Regions from separate parts of the Mus musculus genome. Here region 2 is linked to region 1. Evidence: chromatin contacts called from public promoter capture Hi-C data. All regions are on one chromosome and are shown on one strand. The core of a region is the stretch at or near the end of the contact, and the rest is flanking DNA. Distances in the headings are between cores, read along the strand shown. Region 1 holds the start of Setdb2 (SET domain, bifurcated 2). Region 2 holds the start of Ints6 (integrator complex subunit 6).

Region 1 (6,471 bases), core at 1,728-4,227:
AAAGAATAGCTCATGATCCTATCATCTATATTTAATATGTTAAAACTTGTATTACCAACCAACAAACTATCCATTTTATCTTAATATATCATAGAAACTTTTAAAAGTAGGAATAATAATGGTAATTGTCTCATATGCTGTTATGAGGATGAGATTATCACTTTGATATTTGACACATAGGAAGGATTTCATAAATGATAGCAATTATCCTCTTAGTGTATAATTTTAAAATTTTAGATTTTAGTGTATATTCTTTTTCCATGCTCACAATAGTATATTCTATTTTCTGCCCAATTACTACTATCGTTATATAAGTAAATGGCTAAATTATATACTTTGGACAATAATTCACACACTGAAGGTTTTAATACATTTAAAAAATTATTGTTATTATAAAGTTTTGTATATTTTTTTGTTACACATAATGCTTGAATAAACATTTTGTGCACTTTTCTGATATTTCCTTAGGATATATATCTAGTGATGGCAGTAATAAAATTTTTTTGAATTATCAAAGTGTTAGTCAATACCTGGTAAATTTTTCTGTCTTTTCCACATCATAAGCTTGAAGGGTGTTAGAAGGCTTTTTTTGTTGTTTTGTTTTGTTTTGTTTTTGTTTTTCAAGACAGGATTTCCCTATATAGCCTGGCTGTCCTGGAACTCACTCTATAGATCAGGCTGGCCTTGAACTCAGAAATCTGCCTGCCTCTTTCCTCCTAAGTGCTGAGATTAAAGGCGTGCACCACCACTGCCCAGCAATGTTAGAAGGCTTTAAAACACTGTATACAATCATGTTTAAAACTAAAAGGGAACTCCCAACAGATAGTCTGCGAGATCTCTATGAGGAAATGAAACTTAAGATAATGCCAATGAACATCATAACACAAAAGGATGGCAGGAAACTCCCCAAGGGGATGTGAATTCTGAAATACATGAAGAAGGTTGCATTGTGGATAAGATGTAACAAGCACACTAAACTGCTGGGATTGTGCTTAAGAGAATTAATATTTTAAAATAAATTTGAATATATTGGATCCTTGTAGGGCTAAAGAAAGGTACAATTCTGAAAAATAACCAATTAGGGATCACGGATATAAGAAATGTTCTTCAAATATACGGATTAGGTGAAAATAACACACCAGACTCATGGGAAAAGCCCCTTAGAACCCTAGAAAATCACACCTAGTAATTTATGGGGAAAATAAAGAAATGAGGTGATAATGACCAAGAATTCCTTAAAACAGGAAAGCACTCTGTTGTCCACTGAGTACCAAGTGGAATACAATTTTTCTCTTTTTCCTTTTGAGAAAGGCTCGCCTTGAACTGGTTATGATACTGAGTATAGCCTTAAACTTCTGATCCTTTTGCCTCTACCTCCTAGGCACTGGGATCAATGGCATGTGCCACCACACTGGACTTATGTAGTGCTCAGATTCCAAACCAGGGCTTTGCACAAACAAGGCACGTATTCTGACTGGGCTATGGTTCCAGCCCAGAATATGCTTGACATATACCACTAACTGTGATATGCTTCAGAACACCAAAATGTTCTTAGAAACTTGAAAATCTGTTAGCCAAAAAGAAGTATGTATCACATTGGCAATGAGACTCACCAGAAATGCAAACTGTTAAAAGGGAAACATAAGCTATACACTGTACTTCAGCCAGGCAACCTTTCCACTGTAAAATTAATACTACAGATATCCAAGTGCCACAAAGAGACATTGCCAAGCTGCCTTCCACCTTAGATTCTAGTAACTTCCACCTCAGTACACTCACTCAGCCTGACACCTCAGGAAAGGGCAGGTGGGGACAGGAGGACCAGTAGCTCAAAGCCATCCTGGTCTACTAGGCTGGACTTCCACATAGCAAACAGCAACTAAAGAAAAAGCTCTCACCAGTGTAGCTTGGAAGCTAATTTACAAAAGAAAAAAAATTGCCAAAAAAAGTTAAGGAAATTTAAAGCTTATCTTCCAAAGACAACACTAATATTTCACTGTTAGTGTACTTTTTATTTGTTTGTATGTTTTGTATTTTGAGACAACGTTTCTCTGGGTAACCCTGGCTTTCCGGGAACTCAATCCGGAGAGAACTCAAGAGATCCGCTAGTCTCTGCCTCCCCAGCCACCATCTCCCAGCTTGCCAGGAGAATTTTATTTAAATTTGGTTCTTTGCCAGTCTCAAACTTTCATCTGGCCAAACATACAGGCAACTTCATTTAGATCTAAGTTTCCTTTTTACTTGGAGGAAAAAGAAACTAAAAAAACTAAGATACCACTATCTCGTTGGTTCTTTGATAGGCATGACATAATCGGAGCGTAAGTCAGGGTCAGGCACATTTTTAACGTGTTCGTATGTTAAACAACACAACAATGGCAAAACGCCTTCTGGTGAAGAATAGAAACCTATCCTATCGTATGTGGTAGGGTATTTGGAAGAGCTAATGGTCTGTTTACCAAATCTAAGACTAAACATAAATTAATCCTCCACTTTGGTTTTCTTCACTAACATGCAAAGAACCATGTTACTACATGCCAATCATATGATCTGTCAATCATATCCCTTTCTGCAGTGACTTTATTGATCTTGGACTGTTGAGTAGTGAGTCAGTCCGTCGCTCCGAAGATACCAATCAAGTTCAACTGATAAATAATTTCATTTGTTCATGGCCAGTGTAACCTTACCTGTGGAATGGACCAGTGTCCTGAAGATCTTGTCTGTGCTCCGCTGTCTACAGCCCATGATAGCCAAATTACTCAGAAATCACCAGCCACGAAAGTGAGCGCCGCAAGACGGTGGGGGAAACGCGACTGAGAGCCCCGGCCACCCCCGCTACTGAGACAGCGGGTTGAGGCGGCCTGGCACCCCGCGCGCCTTGCACTGTCCGCACCAGAGTCTGCAGTCCCGAGGCGGCTTCACCTCAGCGGGGGAGACATCAGCCCCAAGGGAGCTCCACACAGTTTCCGCGGCCCCGCGGCGCCGGCCGGAGCGCGCGGCCTCCTGATTGGTCGGCGACTCTCTCGGTTTGTCTCGCGCGGACTGCTACGGCCAATCGGGTTCTCGGCAGCCAAGTGAGGCACTTCGCTGGAGTGGTGGCGCAGCGCTCTCTGCCCGCGGTAGGTGTGTGGCTGCGGCGAGCCTTTTCCGGCTCTGGGAGTGTGTGTGTGGAAGGAGAGTCCTCGGGGTGACAGGAGTGTTGGGAGTGAAGGGGCGACTTAACTAGCAGGGGATTCTTCTCGCCCGCCCGGAGTCTCCTCCCTGTGTTTGGGAGGCAGGCGTGGTGGTGGTGGCGGTGGCGGTGGCCCCGGCTTGGCTTTGCTGGTCATTAGAGTCTGGCGCAGGCTTTGCTTTCCTGTCTTAACCCTGATCCCTTGGTTTCCGAGAGTTGCTCAGCAGTGTTTGTGGCGCGAAGATTCCCACCGCCGACCCCTGTCATGATTAAAGGAGGCTGGCTGTAGGATTCAACACGGGAAAGCCAGTCGTGGAAGGGAGAGGGGGCTGTCTCGACCACTGGCCTCCGGGTCGATAGAGAACTTTTCTTTTTTGTCAATTGCCAGGGGCCAACTGCGGAGCCTTTGCCCTTCTCGAGAGTTCATCCTTTGACATACATGGACAGCAGGTTGTGTGAGAGTAGTTTTATTCATAAGCATGCCGCCAGCATTCATTCAATGACGTTAGAAAAAAAGAGAGAAATAAAATAAAATAAAAAGGAGAAACGGGAAGTAAACTAGTGTTTGTCATGCTCCAAATTCACTTCATGCTAGGTATACATGTAGCTCAGGCAGACCGGATCTTTCTGCCACAGGAGCGCCACACCCTTACCCCAGTTTCAAAGGTGCTGATTTTTTTTTTTTTTTGTAAATTTCTCTTTACATATTTTTAACATTATAAACTTGATTTTAAAAAAAAGTTTGCAAAAAAAAAAAAGAAAGAAAAACACATCAAAATTAACCAAACCCCAAAACAATACAACTCAAATGAATACATCTATGCAATTAAAGTTGACTTTTGGAAACGAAATTGTGAAGCTTCACATTAAATTTAACACATGTCGAATATGTTTTCTGCACCTAGTCAAAACCAACCAAACAAGAAAGCCATGACAGCTTTGTACATTTCTGGGTCTGCGATGCTATGCGGGCTGGCTTTATGGAACAGGGTATTATTTAAGGAGGGTGTTGGAGTTTGGGAAGAGCAAGACACTGTACTTTCCTCTTTCCAGTTTTCTCTTGGGGAAAAAAAAGTAGAAAAGGAAGTAGAAAGCATTCTTTTTTTTTTTATTATTTGAAAGAAGCTGCCAGATCTGAAAATCTAGCCTGTTAGAGACAAATATTTTGTGATTCACTTATAACAGTTTTGATAAACTTAACACCAGTATCTTCACTTTTTATTTTATTTCAAGGTTGAATAACTTAAGTTATTCAAGGTTAATTGGTTTGTTTTTTTGTTTGTTTGTTTGTTTTTTTGTTTTGTGTGTGTGTGTGTGTGTGTGTGTGTGTTCTTTGTGGGTTGGTTTTTTTTTTTTTTTTGGTTTTTCGAGACAGGGTTTCTCAGTGTAGCCCTGGCTGTCCTGGAACTCACTTTGTAGACCAGGCTGGCCTCGAACTCAGAAATCTACCTGCCTCTGCCTCCCGAGTGCTAGGATTAAAGCTGTGCGCAAGGTTAATTGGTGATTCCGCTGAGTTGACAATAAAGGAGGGGGATATTTTGTGACAGAAAGAACCAAACACAAACAGTGCACACACAAAAAATTGACTTTCTTACTTTACTTTTTTTTTTTTTTTTTTTTTTTTGACTTTTCAGGGTTTTTAATAGTCACATGCAGAGGTCTGGTTCATTTCAGCTCCTTCACTGCCAAACCTGGGGGTAGGGACTGCTTCAGCTTCTCTGCCTTCTCCTTGTCTGTGATAACCAGGGTCTTACTTTACTTTTTAAAGTCACAGCCCATACTAAATTTTTCTCAAACAGAAAGGGTGATTAGTCATACTTGAGTATGAGTTGGTGATCACAGTTTGTATTACTGTTACTGGTCCATAAACCCACTGACTTAATTTTCCTGTTTTCAAAAGAATTAAGAAACAGTTTGGTAAAGGGAAGTGTGTTTATTTCTAGATTAGCTGATAGCAGTGGTGGGAGAACAGTCTAAATTCCTCCTTGCTATGCCAGTGGTCTTCTTAATTTGCAGAAAGGTTTGGGATAAAGGTTAGAGCATGTGAAAATTGAGGTATAAGACAGGTCTTTAAAATGTTAAGATTTCATTGATGACTGTCACCAAAAGCATTGGTCATTTTGACCTTTAGACTTGTAAGTATTTTTAGTTGCACTGTTTATCCCCATAATGAATTTATATTGATTGAAACCAGAAAGTAAATGGTAAATGTACCAAGTTAAAAATACAGTGTACACGAAAAACCAAAAAAAAAAAAAATACAGTATACAAATTCAAATTGTCCCTCAAATGATATTTTATATGATCAATTCTTATTAAGGTATCTCTAGCCCTTTAAAAATAATTTTAAAGGGCTGAGAGTCTGGCTCATTGGTATATCATGTACTGAGCACGCAAGAGAATCCTGGGTTCAATACTCAGCACACAATTAATTAAAATGTCATGGGAACCCCCATAAATTAGTGTGATTTACATGGTGGGCTATTTGGATTGTTTAGGTTAAAAAAAAAGTTTTAGGAGCATATATATCATCTCTCCCTCCTTCTCTCACAGCGCTTAGGGTCAAGGTCAGGGCCTTGTGCATGCTAGGCAAGCACCTGGTCTCTCTTCCTCATCCTAGCTCTATTTGCCTCCTGTCCCTTTAGATACTAGGGATTAAATATAGGGCTTCCTGGGAAGTCTTTGTTGTCCTTGTTGCTGGTTTACTTTGCCACTTTCACCAAGTAGCTCCACCTTAGGAGCTGATTTAGCTACCTTATATCATGCTATGTATATATGCGGCATTCCTAAATGGAAAGGTAAAATTTATTTTGCTAGAGGAAAAATATTGGCGAGTGGTAATAGCTGAATTTTGTGCCTTAGTATATTTCAAGTTATTTTTTATATGGTCACACCAATTCATGTAATATTGCCACTACTTTTGTCACTATTCCTGATGATTCTCTAAGGCTCTTGATTGGGCATAGAGTGGGGTAGATGGGTAGAATTTATCCCTCTCAAATATAATGTGCATAGCCTTTTATTTATCTGTGGACACAGAACTTTGTACTTTTGTGCTGCAGCAGAGGTTACCACTACTAACAAGTACATTCTTTGAAAGTAATTGGTGCTGTTACTTAATCCAGGTCTGGCTGCTCCCCAGTGATTCAGGACAGGAAAAAGATTTGGAAAGAGAGAAATCAAAGAAGGTGGGAAACTTCTACCAGCAAAGACCAATTAGTAAAGAATTTGAGTGCAAAGAGCTTTCTTTTCTAGAGAGGTAAGGGAGAAGCAAAGGGCAGTGAGTCTTCATGCTGAGTGGG
Region 2 (6,516 bases), core at 3,581-6,080, 3.3 Mb after region 1:
CAGAACAGGGCTGGAGAAATGGCTCAGCGGTTAAAAGCACCGAGGTCCTGAGTAAATTCCCAGCAACCACATGGTGGCTCACAACCATCTGTAATGGGATTCGATGTCCCCTCTTCTGGTGTGTCTGAAGAGAGTAATGGTGTACTCATATATATGAAATAAATACATCTTTAAAAAAAAACACAGAACAATATAAAAACACCAATTTATGTAATAGAACTGTTCAATCTGTCCACATTCTTAATCTTATCAACCTGAGCTTATTTTCAGACTCAGCATAATCTGAAACTGTTAACATGTACTACTTTTAAAAGAAGGGATTACTAGAGGCTAGCACTGATACATAGCTAGAGATATCAAAGAAAATACCAGCAAATGGTACTAACTACCAAGTATTTAAAAGGACTGCTATATAGGTAGAACAATTGTTAGTGGAATATTCAAGGTGTTTGAGAAAATTATTCAAGAATCCTTTTTGCTCAGCTATTTTTAACCTTACAATTCTGAGTATCCTATCTAATTAAGCATACTAAGTTGGGAGCTACAGAGATGGCTCAGGAGTTATGGAACACTGGCTGTTCATCCAGAGGTTCTGAGTTCAATTTCCAGCACCCACTCAGAACCATCTAATAAATGCTCTCTTTGATGCTCTCTTCTGGCATGCAGGTGTACATGCAGCAGAGCACTCATATACATAAAATAATTTTTCAAAAAGAATACTAAGTTAATAAATGTAATACAGCAGAGCAAGCAGGGCCAGAGTGAAAGTGAAGGGGAGGAAAAGGGAAAAATAAATAAATAAATAAATAAATAAATGCAATAAATGTAATACAGAAATATGTGTTCTTGCTATTGATTATATGAAATCACCTATGTGTCTGTATGTCTACAAAAAAGGGTTACTGGTGTAAATATATAAATGTGTACAGTTAACCCATATTTAAGAAAATGATTTGGAACTATATTAAGCTGTATAGATGCTCTATAAAAGGAACATGCTGTTTCCAGCTAATTCACCTTCTCTCATTCTCTCCAACTATTGAGAATATATCCAGTATTCCTACTATTCAGCATGAAATGCTTATATATATAAAAAAAAAATACTAGGGTTACAGAATAAACCCATCCTACAAGTTATTTTCCAAATATCCAAATGATATTTAGTATTAAATATTTCAACCATCCAAACTTCTAATAATCTTTGTATAAATGGGAAATACCAAATACTTAAATAAACAAAAATGGTTCTATGATGAAAAAAAATCCAGAAGCATGTTTCCTTCAAGGTAGACTTTACTCAAATAAAAACTGCTATTTATTTAGAAATCATTGCTTCTTAAATTATTTTAATGCTAGTTTCATTATTAGTTCAGGATATAAGCAAAAGCATTACTATCACTTCTTGAACCCTAGCTGACTCACTCCAGTAACTAAGAGGCAGCATCCTTGCTGCCTGGCAATGAGAGCATCACAATCTCCAGGGCTTTCTTCCTTCTGGTCAAAGTGATACAGCACAGGTCTCCCTGCAGCCTTAAACTTCCTACAAAAGTATACAAATGCCCTCAAATCTCTCCGTGGCAAACAATCCTCCTAAAGGACTTTATGCCACGTTTTAAAAATATGAGAGGTGGACATATCCAAATGTCCTTCTCTCTTATGAAATGTGACACAGAAAAACAGGAAATTGATAGTTCTATAACACACGACCTGACAAACGAAATAAAGGAACTAAATAGCAAGTTTCAAAGGTGTCTTTGAACTCAGTAACCTTGGATTAAAATGTTAAATGATAAAGACAGTAGCATTATAGCCAACAAAGGAAAAAAACTGCTTTTACAAAAACTGACCAACAAGTGGCAAAGAGTTATAAAGTAACAACAACAAAAATGTACGTTAAAATGATTACCTATTTAAATGATGGAAATGATTTCCAGAGAAATCTGATTTGTAATGCATACTTTAAATGCTGTAAGACCAAAATCAATCATTTCTAAAGATGTTTAAGAATTATCCCCAAGTGAGGCATATAGCTTGAAGTCACAGAAAAAAATTCTTTAAAATGTTCAAAATTCACGAGAACTGTGCATTATGGAACTTGGGAAAAGTATATAACATATATTCCTAAATATAGCATTATGGTAATAGTGCTTTGCGTACTGAAGTCCTTGGGTGTAATATTATTCCTTGTGTACACCACTGCATATCCTTTGGCATCTTGCATTTCTAGGAGAGCAATGTCCTAAGTTAGTAACATTGGTCAATGACTGTTGTGACTTAAAGCTCTTGTCCCATCCTCACAGATGAAAAAAGCAACCTTAGGGAGCTTCAGGAAGACAGGCAAATTTTCATGTTTTGCAGAAAACATCTTCCCAAGGGTTTAGAATTTTTAAACTTTAGAACTTCTGAATCTGTCATTGATTTCAAGCTTCGTACTGAATGCAGTCAACCAGTTACTGCACACCACTGAAAACTCTTGCCTGAGTTTACAATCGAGGTTAAGCTAAACCCTTGTCTAAAAATCATTTCTTCCAATATCTTTATAATATAGAAGCAACTACGAAGTCAGCTAATGGCTGTGGCCCATTCAATGGTTGCATATGTGCCTACAGGAAACTCAGACTGATACATTGAGGCAGGACACCTTCCCTTTTATGTCTTTTTTATGAACTCTGAGGGACTGAAACCAAATGTGTGTCAACTTTCTAGCCAAGAATTCAGATTTGAATTCTGAATGCAAATACATTTAAAGGGGCGTGGGGGATATGCGGCCATAATACCTTAGATGTTTTGAACGGTGTGCACTGTTGTTCAACCTCCAATGTTTTATACTTGCATTCCATGTTACATACTTTTGGACTGGATTGTGGTTTTGTACACAAAAATAAAAACAACTCTTTTCTACCTTAGTATTCAACCTACCTGCCCATAGTTGTCTATGCCAGTTACTAATCTATTTAAATTTAACAAATCAAAAGCTGTCCTTAGGGATTGGCCAAGAGTCGTAAGTCCTTCTGCCTGAAGGTTTTTCAGTTCATTCATAAACGTTGCATGGTTTTCTTTCCATCCAGCCTGAAAAGAAAGATGTAAGATTTTTTTTTTTATCATTTGAAGTCATGTACACACATGGACACCGATTACAATGTGATGTCCACCAAGTAGGTATTCCATTTCAGGTTTGCATATTTAACTTCACTTTTGCTTGATATGGCTTGGGGAATGTGTTATAACTGTTGTCTCTGGTGAGGAAACTCTTCCAAAGGTGGCCAAGAATGAACCTGCTTGCCCTACACCTTTTGTTAAGTTAACAACCGTCTTAATACTTTAATAACTTCACTGGGAAATTTGCTAACATAACATCCTCCAAATTGTGTGCAAGGGACGGGTGTTGCGACGGTGCTAGTGGGAGGCAGATGGCAGCAGGACTTCTTAAGTTGACCACAGCTGTCCCACCGATCGGTGGCCTTCCTAGTTCCACTCTGTGATGACCAAGTCTCGAAGCCCCCCTCCAGGCTTCCCTGCCAGCTTTGGCTGATTCCCTTTTAATGCAAACCCGGGCTAGGCAAGGCTGGGCCCCGCTGTCACTCGGGCTAACTTGAATAAATATCCCCCACAGTTCATTGCTGCCGCTCACGCCGCGGAGGGGAAATGTCGGCCATGTTGATCGTAGCGCCTCCGCCGCCAGGCCGAGCAGGACCCGGAGGGGACGGCGGTGGGCCAGAAACTGCCACCTCGCTGACGCTCCCGGGCTGGGGAGGGGTGGGAGGCCGCGGGGAAGGGACCTGGAGGCGGGAGCGGCCGTGGGGGAGGGGAGCATAATGAAGAGGGGGCGGGGAGGGCGAGCTAGGCAGGATCAGGGAAGGGAGGGGGAGGGCGAGGGCTGTTACCTTGATAGCATAGGGCGGCTCTTCGAAAGTGACCAGCATATACCTGTCTCCTCTGCTGGCAGGGTCCCGGGCACGGAGCTGCGGGCCAGGGTGGGGACGGGCGGGAGAGAGGGAAACACAGAGGCGAGGTTACCAGTCGCAGAAGGGTCGCTGGCCGCCCCCACAGTACCGCACACGCAGGGCCGTCCCTCCGCCGCCCCCCGCACCCACAGCAGCCCCACATGGGCCAGGCCCAGCAGAGCCCGCTCCCAGCGCCCGCCCGCCCGCGCGGTGGGGGAGGGGTCCCCGCGCCCGCGGAGCCCGCAGTAAACCCGCTGCCCCCCGCCCTGCCCCCCGCGGGCCACCGGGTCCGGGTCACCACCGGGGCTGGGTTAGTCGGTACCTTCATGAAGGTCTCTACCGCGCCTTTGGCCGTGTCCAGGTAGGTGGTGCCCAGATGGCTGCGCTGGTTCATAGAGGCAGACGTGTCTATCAGGAACAGTAAGATGGGCATAGTGCTGGCCGGGGACACCGGGGCCCGAGGTGGTGAAGAGATGGCAGAGGTGGAAGCACCGGCGGCGGCGGCGGCAACCGCCGATACGCGGGGCGGGGAACGCGGCCCCCGGGAGGAAAACACCAGCTATGGGGAGTTTCTCCCCCGATAGTTGAGAGGAAACTCCCCAGCCCAGGTCCTCCCGGCCGTACCCCCGCCTCCGGCCTGCCTGCCCGCTGGGGCGGCCGCGCGGCCGTCTGTCCGTCCGTCCCCCCCGGCCTGGGGGTCCCGTCCCCACTCCCGGACCCTGTGTGTGTCCCCGCGGGAGACGGGCCCAGTTCCCCACCCCACCCCCAGTGCAGGGAGTGGGGACCAGGGATCTGGCGAAGAGGGGAGTGGGCTGAGGGGAGATTGGCCCTGGGGCTGTTGAGAGAAGTTTGAGAGACTCCCTCCGCACCCCAGCGGTGTCACCACTTTCTCAGCCCCTCTCGCTACTGAAGCGCTTTTCTCTCTCACACTCCGGTTTTAACTCGGGCAGGGGCTACGTAGGCTCCGCCCCTGACACGTACTCGGGTCATGTGATCCACAGGCCCACTGCCCTATTGGCTGGTCCTTACAGCCTCATTAGCATATTCAAACAGCTCAGGGGCGGGGGAAGCCTGCAGGCCGACCGAGAGGACAGTTATTGAGCACGCGCGGAGGCGGGGCAGCGGGTGCACGCTAGAGCCAGCGCGCAAGGGGCGGCGGGCGGCCCGAAGCCCGCAGCCGGGAGGCGGGCTTCGGGAAGGGGCGGGGACAGGCCGCGGAAGCACCGCGGGTTGGGGCGGGGACTGCGTCGGCGCGCGGAGGGCGGGCAGCGGCCCTAGGCGTGTGTGTCAAGGCGGCCGGCCTTTTGGCTGTGCGCGGTGACAGGGTCGGGAGAAGGGAAGTGGAAGCCGCCCCCAACCTGTGGGTGAGGGCCCTGCGTCGCGATTTGAGAACGCAGGGCCAAGAAGGGTGAACGGACGAAGAATACGGGAGCGCGCAGGCCCACGCGGCTGCAGCAGGCCGGGCCTTGGGGCGGCCCGGAGGGGGCGGGGGAGGGGAAGTGAGAGGTTGTTTATGACCTGGTATTAATCCCCGCCGGTCTTTCGGCTCCGGCTCTAGCCGGTCAGAGGATCCACCGAAAAGGAAGCCAGCCCTGGAGTGCCTCACCCAACCCTGCAAACCCGAAGCGGAACTCAGATGTGGACTAGTAAAGCAACTGTCCTCTCCAACCTAGTTCTCTCTTCAAATCGTGTTAAGGCACTAGACTAGATTAAGAAATGAAAGGGGGGCCTTCCAAATCCTAATCCACTGCCCTCGTTTTAAAAGTGAAAAGGGATGACCACGTTGCGCAGGTGACCCAGAGAATAGATAGGTTCCTGGGAAACCCGCCTCTCAAGTCTTTGCCAGTGTTGTGTCGGAAAACATTCTCAACCCCTGTCATATTAAGTCTTCAGTCTGCACCTGCAAGTCCGGAGAATTGTTCTCAAATGTAGTTGGGAAACTGCAAGACCCGCTGCCTGAAATATGAGTTGAATTCGGAACATTGAGGCCTTTTAAGAGTCGGTATTTGTAGGGCTTCTCCCACTGGCCCTGCATTTCCGGATTTTCTCTGCTGAAATTCTGGCCTGCTGGGCATCTGTAGTGACATGCTTGTGGCGCTTTTTTAAAATCAGGCTTTGTTGTTTGGGCTTTTCCTAATATTTCAAAAACAAAAGCCTCAGAACGTTGTTTAACTTATTATCAGTAAATAGTAGCATACTGTTCTATGGGAATAAACCATAGTACAGGCATGAGTTTATTAGAGAGTAAGACTATTAACTGATTAAATAACAACCAGGATGTGCTGCAGGCTAGTTATGCCTGGGGCTGGTAGAAATTAATATATGAATTGTGGTCCCTGTCTTCAAAGAGTTTGCAGTATTCGAAGAAAATATAAAAACGTTGAAAATCAGAAAATGATTATTGTAATTCGGGAAGAAAAAAACAATCCCTTAAATGGAGGGTGATAGGAATAGTTTCCAAGGTTTGTGTTTGTTGCTTAAGACTTCAGATCTCAAGAAGATCCTAATAAGAGATCAGTGACAATACAGAGTTGTTTTTGCAGCTCTGACATTTTTCTTTCCGTGTTAGTGC

Evidence for each region. Promoter capture Hi-C pulls out the DNA fragments that hold promoters and counts their contacts.
Region 2: a promoter capture Hi-C map of pre-B cells shows a contact between it and region 1. The contact joins the promoter of Ints6 here to the promoter of Setdb2 in region 1. A contact is called at or near these places in 1 of 39 promoter capture datasets (pre-B cells) and 1 of 484 Hi-C or Micro-C datasets (CD4 T cells).

The regions. Positions count from the first base shown.
Region 1 is chr14:59,437,903-59,444,373 of GRCm38.p6, forward strand. It overlaps Setdb2 (SET domain, bifurcated 2), which reads right to left and starts at 2,978. Exons shown (of 14, transcript NM_001320720.1): 1 at 2,685-2,978. Gm45935 (predicted gene, 45935) reads right to left here and starts at 2,978. Exons shown (of 24, transcript NM_001320725.1): 1 at 2,685-2,978. Cab39l (calcium binding protein 39-like) reads left to right here and starts at 3,061. Exons shown (of 11, transcript NM_026908.4): 1 at 3,061-3,116.
Region 2 is chr14:62,756,282-62,762,797 of GRCm38.p6, forward strand. Ints6 (integrator complex subunit 6) reads right to left here and starts at 4,831. Exons shown (of 19, transcript NM_008715.2): 1 at 4,267-4,831; 2 at 3,885-3,962; 3 at 2,920-3,069. The coding sequence starts at 4,377. It overlaps 4931440J10Rik (RIKEN cDNA 4931440J10 gene), which reads left to right and starts at 4,220. Exons shown (of 7, transcript NR_045503.1): 1 at 4,220-4,305.